Regions from separate parts of the Sus scrofa genome. Here region 1 is linked to region 2. A link is a contact called in public Hi-C data. All regions are on one chromosome and are shown on one strand. The core of a region is the stretch at or near the end of the contact, and the rest is flanking DNA. Distances in the headings are between cores, read along the strand shown.

Region 1 (5,911 bases), core at 3,221-5,720, 96 kb after region 2:
GAGGCCATAGCTAAGTGACCAGGCCCTGCCCAGACACCAGAAAGGCTAAGAGAATCAGCTTCCCAGCATCCCTGGGTCCACTCAAGCTCCAGCTACGAGATGCAATGCGGTACCGGTGAGGGTGGCTGCCTGAGAGTGCGGCCGTCCGTTCTACTTCCAGGGCTCTGGCCACCCTCAAAATGTCACAAATATTCAGGTAATTGAGTCCCACACTTGGGAGGTGTTCAGCAAACATCAGGCCCCCTTCTCTCCAGAAAGACTGTGTAATACAGCGCTTAAGAGCATGGATTTTGGCCACTACAGTCTGGCTCTGCCATTGATTAACTGGCAGCCGTGTTCAAACTATGTTAATGGCCTAGAGCTCTTTCCTCACCTGCCCTAAAGGACTATGGTCATGAACTTACCTAATTTATGTAAGACAAAGCCCAGCCCAAAGGAAAGCCTCGAAAAATGGCAGTGACTATTTTTATTCCGTGACTCTTCAGACTGGATCGATGCTACGTCATGGCACCGTCCATCTTCATATATTGTAGTTGGTTTGTATCTGTCTGTTGGCCCACACACCGGCCTGGGAATTTCATGGGGCAAGAGCCCCTCCTTACTCACATCTGTCCTCCCAGCATGGAGCACGGGGACCAGCACCTCATGGACACTGAAGACGTGAACATCCCTGAGCCCGCTTGGCCCCAGGGTCGAGGCAAGTGCCAATGCACAGAACTCCCAAGGAGCATCCCCTTCATTGCTGCCTGTCATCGGCTCTTTTGTTTCAGCTGCAGGCCTTTCTTTTTCTTAGCTGCTCAGTCTGTGAGACCCTATGCCAGACATTCTAAATCAGAGCTAAAGGGATGGTCCCCTGGGATCTGCCGTTTAACATAGACCCTAAGTTATCCTGAAGCCCACGGAAGACTGAGGAAATGGCCCACATGCAGCAAGCAGAGGGCAGCAGGCCAGAGGCAGCATCTGAACCAGAAAGGCGAAGTTTCCTTTCCAACTTATATAAGCAGAAAGCAGTGATTCTCACACCTGCAGGCAAAGGGTGAAGCTACGTGACCTCAACAGATAGCCCCTGTGTGGAGACGTGACCACGTGGCTGGCAACAAGTCGGGCCCAGAGACATAGCACTTCTTTCTTCAAATGCTGTTGGTTCTAGCAAACCCACCAACCTCCCCGAGCGGTCCAGAGGCCTTGATTCCTTTCCGGCCTTTCTGGGAGGAAGAAGGACCCACTGACTCTGCCGCTCCTGTGAGACAGGCTCTGGACTGGGAAGCAGGCCCAAGAAGGGTGAGTTAGCATCACTTGAATTTAGTTGGACCTAAACTCCAGAGTCCCATAGGGTGGAATTTTTTTTTTTTCCCCAAAGAACACAAGAAGTTAAAATAAAAATTCATGGTTGAGAGCTGTGTTACAGGTGATGCTTCCATTAAAGCAAGGGGGACAGGTGCCTGTCATCCAGGGCCACGTTCCCGTAAAATGCATCATTAAAGCCAGCGAAGCCTCCTGCCCCCGCACAGATGAATCACCACAGCAACGGTGAGCAGAGACGCTCGGAGAATGGGCCGTGCAAACTGCCACGGCAGCTCATTAAGTTCTTAGTTGATTTTTATCTACGACATCTTGGCCCACAGCATTGCATCGATGAGAGCCACTGACTCTGCAGATCCACAGCAGGAGACAGACAGCATGGGCTTTTGTGTGGCGTGGGCTCTGGGGAGAGTTGGCATAAAGTGCCCACCCTGCTCCGATGGACAGCCAGACCAGCATCTGGATGACAGACCCTCACATCTGGGAGATGCCCTGGAAACCATGGCCCAAAAGCCTATGGAAAGCCTTTAACCTGAATGTGTACTCCGAGCACAGGTAGCCCTTTGCTCTACACTGCAAACAGGCTAACCAAAGCAGAGGGGCCAAGGCCCAGGGCGCTCTGTGCCCCGGCACGGCTGGAGCCCGGCTCAGGGCTGCCTGTCACAGGGACACGCCTGGTCTCAGGCACCGGCATCCTTCAGAGGGGGGTTGTTGCAGCCAGAAGGTCCCAGCTCTGCCTCCTCTCCCAGTGCTAGCCTGGCAGAAGGTGACAGGAGACACGTGTTGCCTGGAAGGATCCAGCAGACTCCAGGTCAGGAGAAGCAGTGAGAAGGGCAGTTTCTTCAATGGTCAGTTCTTCAAGACTTGACACCCAGGTGAAGGAGTTACCCTGGCTCTCCTCTTCTACACCGTCCTATCAGCTCTTTTTGTGAACAACTTACTGTCATTATCACCTTCCATAAAAGGCTAGAAGCAGGCATAGGAATCATTTTGAGCCACTGCCAACTAACCCTGAAAAAAGACGCGAATGGGGAAGATGCAAACGGCCAAGCAGGCTGTGGTTTTCACGAATCCACGCGTCCTCCAGCGGACGTGTTCGCGGACAAGGAACACATGCTGGACGGTACAAGATCCGCCTGTTACTGCCCTAAGTAGCTCCTTCAGAAACGTCACGGCATCACAGCCCGGCTTTTCCTCTGCTTTCCTTCCTGTGACCCCCTTTCGTGACCTGTGTGATGATGATCTAACTCTCAAGAAGCACTTCAGGCCATGAGACCAAGGACTCTGTCTCATTCTGTCACTGGCGTGTGTCTGGAGTAGTTACAAAGCAACAAATATGTGTTGAGTGACTGACTGGGTGAAGATAACAACCAATATCTAAGCCAATATAGGACCACAGTGCTTGCGTGTTGTAGCCTGTTTGGGTCTGGAGTTCAAACACACGACACCCAGTTACAATCATCCAGGAGAGGAAAGTTGGAAAGGGTTTCATCTGCTGTGTGCAGTTGCAGAAGGCGAGTTGGAGGGAAGAGAAGACACGGGTGAGCCGAGTGAAAGCTGAGAGCCAGGGCAGGGCTTGCCCTCTGGGATCGGGCTGGGCGTCCACCATCTACGTGGCGCCGCCATCTGCACACGGCTTTTCACCCTTTCAAACTGCTGTTGCCTATTTTATTTTGTTTCATCTTCACAATAATCCTAGAAAAAGAGCAGGCCATACCATTAACCCTTGACAGGGATATGCATTTGACAGGGAAGACAGCAGGCGGGGAAGCGCATGCCCTACCCCAGGACACCTTGAGGCCGGTGTCGACAAGGGCTTGGACTGAATATTCCTCAGGCGTCTCAAGTGCAAACTGTCCAACACTCAAGTCATCATTTTCCCCTCCTGAACTTCACAGACTCCTGGATCTCAAAACAAAGACGGAGAGAAATACTTTCAACAAATATTTGACAAGAGATTTATATCCAAAGCATCTAAAGAACGTCTGCAGCTCGATAATAAAAAGAAAACCAGCCACATAAAGTGGGGAAAAGAAGTTGAAAACACACTTCTCTAAAAGAAGATCTACAAATGGAATCGTTTCTCCCAACATGGACTCTGCCAATTGGTAGTTGCTGAAGGTGCCAGGCAAGAAATTTAAACTTTGTCCAAAAGCCACTGAATGATTTAAGCAGAGATTGATGTGCTCAGCCTTTAATTTTAGGAAGATCGCTTTGAATGTTAGTATATGTTCTGTTAAGAGAAAGAAAGTGAGAAAGAGAGGAAAAGAGAGAGGGAGGGAGAGAGAAAGAAAGACAGAGAGAGGAAGGGAGGGAGGGAGGGAGGAGGAAGGAAGAAGGGATCCCAAGGTCGAAGATGGTTGGGAAACCTAAATCGATCCTTCAGGGATCTTTGCCACGAAGTTTCTCACAATGACACCTTGTGGGTGGACTCTAAGAGAAGTAGAGGTAAGACGTGCAGTGGATCAAGGAACCGGCTGTTTCGAGAATTTTACAGAGGCACTTCCCAGAGAACATGCTAAAGACTTCCCAACACATCCCTGCGCTCCAAGTTCGAAAAGCCACCTGTGCTTTCAGGCAGGGAAGCATCGGCCATCCGAGCTTTCGCAAGAGGTACCCCCGCTGGATCCGGTGCCCTCCAGCTCCGCCCCTACCAATCAGCTACTCATGCCACTCCCGCCTCAGAACAGGTCAGACTCCCCAGACCTTGGGCTTCCCCTGGAAGCTCTCCAGGTCGGAGCTCCGCCCCCTCACCCTCCTCCTCACGCGCTTCCAGCCACGGCACCTGCCGGCCCGCATGGCAGTGCTGCTGTGTCTGCCCACCTCCTGGGCCACCTGAGGTCAGGGCTGTGCCATTCAATTCTGGGGTCCTGCTCACCTCTGTATCCCATACACTGCGTGCAGTTAAACCTATTCATTCTACTCATTTTTCAGCCCCAGCCAAAACCACCACCTCCTGGGAGTCTTCCTCGACCTCATTCCACAAAGTTGCCCTCTTTTGTCATAGGCTTTCCCACTTCCCTTTACTTTCCCTCACCACGCTGCTCATCTCTTTAATTACTTCACTGTCTGATTATCTGGCTGTGACGCTCGCCACAGGGTAGAGATCACGTCTGTCGAATTCCCGGTGTTAGAACGGGGACTGGCACAGAGCTGATGTTCCATAAATATTCGATGAGCACATGAATGGATGAGAAAGTGTCCCTAGACAGTAATCCCTGGCTGGGACAGAACAGGTGGAGGGACGTTTGGTCATTCAAAGGGCACATGTGCTGGTCGCATACCATTCGATAAAGGGTGACAAAACCAGCTCGGCCAAGACACGCGCATCTGGAGAGGAGGGGAGCAAGAGGCCGTGTGGTGACATAAAGAGCTTCTCTCCTTCCATCTCCTGCCCCTGATGCTGGTCCAGCACAAGCAGGTGGGGGAAAGAACACGATGCTCTGAGGTGGCCGGTAGGGAGCAAGGCTGACTCAGAGATCAAGTTCAGGCGGCATGTTTGTCCCTGGTTCCCCAGTGGTATTTAAGTATCATTATTAATTCATAACAGGAGTTCTCTTTTAAAATAATGTAGCCCTAAAAGTAATGTTTAAAATGTGCAAAATGGAATCTAGACATTATACACCAGGTTCTGTTTCTTCCCCTGAGCACCTCATCAATGCAAGTCAATTTGAAGCTGATTTTTTTTTAATACAAATTCATTGCCCACTTGCAAAACAGCCCATGGAAATAGAATAATTTGCAATTCCTTGCACTTTCTTAATAGCACTCTAAACTCCCTCCCTGTAGCTCCTTTTATCAGAGAATCTTTATCTTAAACCACTTTATATGCAGTCATTAATTTTCACAGCACTCTTGCTAAGAAGATTCTATTACTTCCATTAAACCATAGAGTAAACTGAGAAGTCAAATTAAGTGATTTGCCTGCTCAGGAAATTAGTGGCCTAACTAGGTTTAAACATAGCATCTCCGATTTCTAAGACCTCACACCCAATTGCCACGCTGAGTATTTCCTGGCTCTGCGCAGTAGGTAAGAGCCTGGGCTTCAAGTGGGTGAAACCTGGGCTCAAATCTTAGCTCCACAATTTCCTTGACAAGTTATTCAACCTTATTAAGTGCCTGTAAATTGGGGATAATAAAAACACCTGTTTCATAAAGTCGCTTTGAGGATTAACAAATGAAGAATTATTTTATGATTATGCACACCTGGAAGGGTATATCCCTTAGCCAGCCCCCTCCCATAATCTTTTCCTTATCACATCAGAAAATGAGCAAGCCAAACCTGCAGCTGTGCTATACAATCACACAGTTGCAGATAAAGTCTGCAATGGGGCTATTAGGATACCTGAGCACATTCCTGGAGACTTGCTACATCAATGATTCTCTGATTATTCATTCATGCATGCATGCATGTATCCATCTATCCACTCATCTATCCATCTGTCCGTCTGTCACCTCACCCAGGTATCTATCCATCCGTCCTTCCAACCACCCATCCGTCCTCTCATTCACTTATCTAACTACCCATCCATCCATCCACACATTCATCCTTTCATTCATTCACTCATCCATCCATCTGTCCACGCAACCATCCATCCCTTCACGTTTA
Region 2 (5,612 bases), core at 1,966-4,465:
CCACGTAATGAATAATGCCACCTCCACACTCTCAGATGTACCCTTCTAGTAAGACTCAAGGTAAATTCTAATGCGCTGAAATAATAAAACGAAAAATGTAAAACACATGCCCCTCCCCCCCAAAGCTTCTTCCCACATTCTAAAGAGGAAACACACACAGAGACAGCATTCATCTATTAACAGAAGCTCACTTTACCAATTCTTCTTCTTCATGTTTTTGAATTCCAAGCACTACATTTGGGAGGACGGCGAGTGGGTTTAGGTGGAGAAGAGATAAGAATTAAGAGAGGACAAATCACTGTGTCTGACTAAGGCAATAAACCCTGTGTGTTGAAGCGCAGGCTCAAGAAAGATTCAGGCATTAGCAGAGAACTTCTTTACAAATCTAAGTAATTTTTCCTCACGTAATAAAACTTAAACATGGAAAATGGTTTAAAAAAAAAAAAAAAGTCAGGTCTAATGACTGAGTTAGTTGGACGAGAAGTAAAACTTCCTGCATGGAAAAACAAAGACTGACTCCAAAAGTTGACTTTTTGAAACTAAGCACCAGGCGGTATTCCCCCTAATCACACTGGGCCTCTGCCTGCTCTGGCCTCAAGGGCAGGGATGGCTCCTAGACCAGGACAGGTGGGGCTGGGGAGCAATCTAAAGACAGGAATGTACCCAGGGAGAGAACCATTCCTATCACCACTTGGATCTTCTCGAATGTTCGCAGGCACCTGGAGCATTTTCCTGGGGTGTCCTGGCAAGTCCAGTGGTGGGGCCACCAGCCTCCTCCTTGCTGCCTGTGAGAAAATGCATCCTTGGGCTGAAAGGTGGAGCAGCTGTAACACCCAGTGAACAACCAGATCAGCGCCACAAGGATCCATCGCCCTTTCTGCTCACGGAGGGCAGAGTGTCACTGCAGTGGGTGAAGGACGTCCAGCCAGGGCACGGCTCTAACCTCATACCAAGGTCCTCTAACTTCTGCTCAGCAGAAGCACCTGGAAAGCTCGTCAACACCCTGATTACTGGTCCTCACCCTCAGAGTTTCCGATTCAGTGGGCCAAAGGATCTGTCTCTCTAACAAGTTCCCAGGAATGCTGCTGCTGCTGGTCTGGGGACCCCAATTGGAGAAACTGGGACCCAGGGGATCCTTGATTCTCCTGAAATTCCATACACCATCTGTGCATAGGTGCCTGTGAGTTTTTGTCCTGAATGTGCTTCCTGGCTTCCATCAGAATCTGCACATGAACTAAACCACAAACAAAAGCCAATAACTTTTTTTTTTTTTTTTCTCTTTTAGGGTCGCACCCTTGGCATCTGGAAGTTCACAGGCTAGGGATCAAATCAGAGGTACAGCTGCTGGATCACACCACAGCCACAGAAACTCAGGATCCAAGCCCCACCTGCAACCTACACCACAGCTCACAGGAACGCCACAACCTTAACCCACTGAGTGAGGCCAAGGATCTAACCTGCATCTTCATGGATCCCAGTCAGGTTCGTTTACTGCTAAGTCGCAAAGGGAACTCCCCAAAGCCAATAACTTAGAGAACATTTACTAACACAAAATCCTGGGAGAGACGCTGACCCCAAAGAGAGAAGATGAAGCGATGGTCTGGAAAGTGTGAACTCATGAGGCAGAGCAAGGTCAGTTCCCCAATAAGCGCCCAGAGTTGCTGGGTGAAAGCGGGGTAACGGCTGATAGGCACAGTTGAAATAAAGAGATTTGGAGAGGAATTCGTATTCTCACCCTACAGGAATTTATTTTTAATTATAGATAATTATGCTGAATTACAACAAGATGATTTGAACCATTACGCTAATTCAGGAGTAATAAAGCATGAATTACTGATGCAATTTTTAAAAATGTAACCTATCAATCAACACTGGATCAGCAACAGACAAAGGCTCTGATGTGACATTCGTATCGTACAGGATTATAGTTAAAAATGGCCTTCCACTTACCCCTTAAGAGCCCCCAGCGAGCGATGAGGTGGGAACACCGGGACTCTGTGAAGAGCCCCGTGAAGATACCCGTGCAGGGGTACCCCTCCAGGCTACCCCTCCCCGCGGGCTGGCTCTCAGAATCCCTGGTTTTTAGACATAGTGGAACACAATACTTTGTGTCTGGTCAGACCTTGGTTCAAATCCCAGCTTTGACCTTGGCTAGCTATATAACCTTCAGAAAGTAACTTCCATTTCTCCAAGCCTCGGTTGCCTCATCTATAAAATGGGAACAAGAGCCTAACACACAAGGCTCTTCTGATGATTGCATGATAAGGTCCATAAAATTTCTGAGGCAGTGAAAATTCAACAGCTGGTCAGGGGGATAAGGTCCTGCCCTGGACTGAGGTCACTAATAGAATCACATGTGGCTCTTATGCTGAAAAACTAGCCCCTAGCCTTCCAGGGAGCTCCTCCAGACCCAGTTTTGTTCAGCAGGACAGAGCAGTCTGTCTAGTTTTCATGTAACATTTCATGAGGGTTAAGGCTCACAGTCAAAGGATGGTTCCTGAGCTGGCAGGTCAAGTAAGATCCATCAGTCGGTGCTCGGAGAAAGTGCTGGGCTTGCTGATGAAACATCTGCCCAATGTGTATTCTCTCTCCTGAACCTAAGAGGCCATAGTCTGAAGACAACAAAGACGGGGGAGGGTGGGGGAAGGAGATGATAAACGTCTCCCACACAGTGACTGCTAATTTCTATAGCAAGACTGGCGACCTTACTCAAAGTGAAAAGACTTCACGAAGAAGAGGGGGAAAACCCAGGATTAAGCATTATCTATGAGTCAGTTTTGCTTGCATATTATTACATAATGCCCTCTTTAGAGAGGAACAAAACAGAAAAATATTGCCCAAGTTCATAGAGCCAGTCATTGGTAGAGTCCGGATTAAAACTCAGATCTTTCTTACTCCAAAAATCACAAGCTTTCAGTTAAACCATACTATCTTTACCAAAATAACTGACTTGTATTTCATGGTGCTGCTATTTTAAGTAGAAGGGGGAGAAAAGATGGTGGGTGTGGAAGGAAGAAAACCCAGAATGTACCTATAAGAACTGCAAGTAAGTCAAGAAGAAAGAACCTATCCACACACAAGCTGAACAGAAATGAATGACCACACACACAAAAGCACTGGGCACAAAAATACATGATCCATCTCAGGCTATAAGACCTTTGTATCGCCTGGGAGCCAGAGTTAACCAGACGAAATGGCAAAGGCAATGAGGTCAATGGCCTGTGGAGGGCAGCAGAGAGTTGGGGTTTGATGAGCACCTTTGGCTCCCAAACTCGGGGTAGAGGTGGAAGTCAACAAAAAGCCTTGCCTCAGAGAGACTTTATCGATAACTGAGAATCAACTGGGCTCTGTGCAAAGAGGTCACCCTCGGTCAGGGTAGACCTGGAGACGGGTCTTTGCATTTGGGTCCAGACAGGCATTTGCATTAAGGCAGGGTGGCAAGAGGGCTCTAACAAGAGATCAAGCTGCCCAGCAGTGAGTTCAAAGACCATGGATTGTGAATGGAGTTAGAGCTGGGCACACGCTGGGGCTTGAACACACTCAGCTCTGATGGACAGGCGTGGCTTAGTGCCCTGTGTTCCCTCGGGGCAAGAAAATGGAGCTGGGTGGGCACAGTCCTACTAGGTTACTTGACTGACCCTCAGAAAGCATTTGAATTTGAGACACCTGGTTTTAAAGAGATGTTATCCCAAGAGATAACTTTGACAACAGTCATCACTGCAATTTTCAATGTCAAAGACATAAGCAGGATTCAGAGCCTACACCATTTCTTTTCCCCTCCACCACGTAAGGGCAGATTTCTCATACACATCACGGAATGGGCTAAAAGCGGAGACAATCTGACCACCACCGCACCCCCCCACCGCCAAAAAAAAAAAAAGAGTAAAGACAATATCCACATTCTCATTAACATCTTAAATTTAAGGAGAGCCTACATGGATCTGATCCCATAACCAGTCTAGTGAACGCAAGGATGCATGTGGTATGATCACTCCCCGCCGTAGTGTAATTGGGGAAATGGGATCCGTACTACGTAAGTAGGTCTGCAATGCCGCCTTGGCATCTGTTAAATGCCAAGTAAGAGTGTAAACAATAAGGGCTAGAGGTATTCTAAAGTTTATTGTGGGCTGAGATGGTTTAGGTTGACTTCACAAAGAAGTAGAATATTAACTGGGTCTTGGATAAAGGTTAGGCTTCAATAGTTAGAACAATAGAAAGGAGGGTATTCCAAGAAAGGGACACTGCATGAGCTCAAGAGAGGCAGCAGGAAGATGTGGGGCCAAGGTTAGGGACGACGAGATCAGCCTGGCTACAGTCCGGAATTCACGCGGAAAGAGGAGCATGCATGCATCCCGGGACTTTAAGAATAATCCCACTCTCAGGTTTGTAAGACCACACAGGTTACCATGGCCCCTAATCTTTAATTTGGGAAAATGAGATTATCATACATCACCACTCCCTAAACTCTGATACACTCTTGAAGCCAGGAAAGTTAAGACCTGTTGATAATTCTACCTTTGTGTCTCTACCATAGTATTTGGGACTTGGACGGCTCAATGAACCCAGGACCATTTGTTCTCTGTACTTTGAGGGTTGCATTCCCAATGAATATTTACTTATCAAAGACCATATTAGGGCCTAAGGCTGAGTTTTCAGGTGTATATTCCAAAGTTATTTTTTTCCTTTTGGAATGTGCAATATATCACAAGAGCCTAGCTTTCGAAATGAAACATCATTGAGCAAATGCATCCATCTAGCTTAAGTGAGGCATTTCTTTTCTCCTTACCGCGTAAGGGCAGGTCTCATATGCGCTTAGCATCCACTGAAGGGCGAGCAAATCACACAGTGTCTCCAAACAGCTGTGTGTGGCAGACTTGAACTTTTTCTTTTTTCCTTAAGGGACATATGATTACTGGATGGTTTTAGGAGACAATTCTTTATAACTAATAACAGCAGATGTAACTCATTCTTCTTCATTAATTCACCCATCATATGCAATTTTTGTTATAAAAGCTTTGCTAGAGAAGAAATACCTGTTTGTGACTGAATAGAAGAAGGAATGAATGAGTAGATACCAACAGAAGGACTGCTGATGATACTTTCAAAATGTTTCTCCAAGTGTAGGCAGTGGACCCCATAGTGAAGTCAGCCAGATTGCTGATCTAAAATGCGGGGCTCTCCAAGGTAAGGCTTGGAAGTGTGCACCTTAAGTTCCTGGGTGATTCTCATAGCTCTGAAGGCTAGCATCTTTGCCTCAGAGGAAGGTGCAAGCAGAACTTGGGTGGACGTGGAAGCTGAGCTGTGCAGTATCTGAACAGATCCTGATGGTAGTGGGGAGAAGCCAGGAGAGAGAACCTCAGTTAGGCAGAAGCACTCTGATGTCTGCTCTGAGGGGGTGGTTTGCAGAACTATACTTCAATTTAAAAAAGAAGATAAATTTGAAAAAACTAAAAAAAAAAAAAAAAAAGAAAGAAAGAAAGAAAAGAAAACAGTATTGGGTCTGGGACACTGAGCCCTGCCTCCTAGGAACGAGACACGTAAGATGTCACATACCAGCACAGACAATGACGGCTCCCAGGACACTGCTGCTGCCTTAGGTTTGCCGCTGCTCT

Evidence for each region. A called contact is a pair of places that touch in the nucleus more often than the background predicts.
Region 1: a Hi-C map of skeletal muscle shows a contact between it and region 2, with 2.8 times the contacts expected there. The contact joins two enhancer-like sites. A contact is called at or near these places in 4 of 47 Hi-C or Micro-C datasets (liver, skeletal muscle and subcutaneous adipose tissue) and 2 of 2 datasets of contacts at active chromatin or transcription factors (alveolar macrophages and skeletal muscle).

The regions. Positions count from the first base shown.
Region 1 is chr11:15,028,396-15,034,306 of Sscrofa11.1, forward strand. No RefSeq gene overlaps it. Among named protein-coding and RNA genes, the nearest start is that of FOXO1, 380 kb to the right of the region's middle. Within about 2 kb of position 4,471, at least 2 of the 83 cell types and tissues checked have an H3K27ac peak or open chromatin away from gene starts, as enhancers often do. A contact at or near this core is called in skeletal muscle, where this site is marked.
Region 2 is chr11:14,933,991-14,939,602 of Sscrofa11.1, forward strand. The region is part of intron 2 of LOC102159588 (a long non-coding RNA gene); the gene reads right to left. Among named protein-coding and RNA genes, the nearest start is that of COG6, 360 kb to the left of the region's middle. Within about 2 kb of position 3,216, at least 11 of the 83 cell types and tissues checked have an H3K27ac peak or open chromatin away from gene starts, as enhancers often do. A contact at or near this core is called in skeletal muscle, where this site is marked.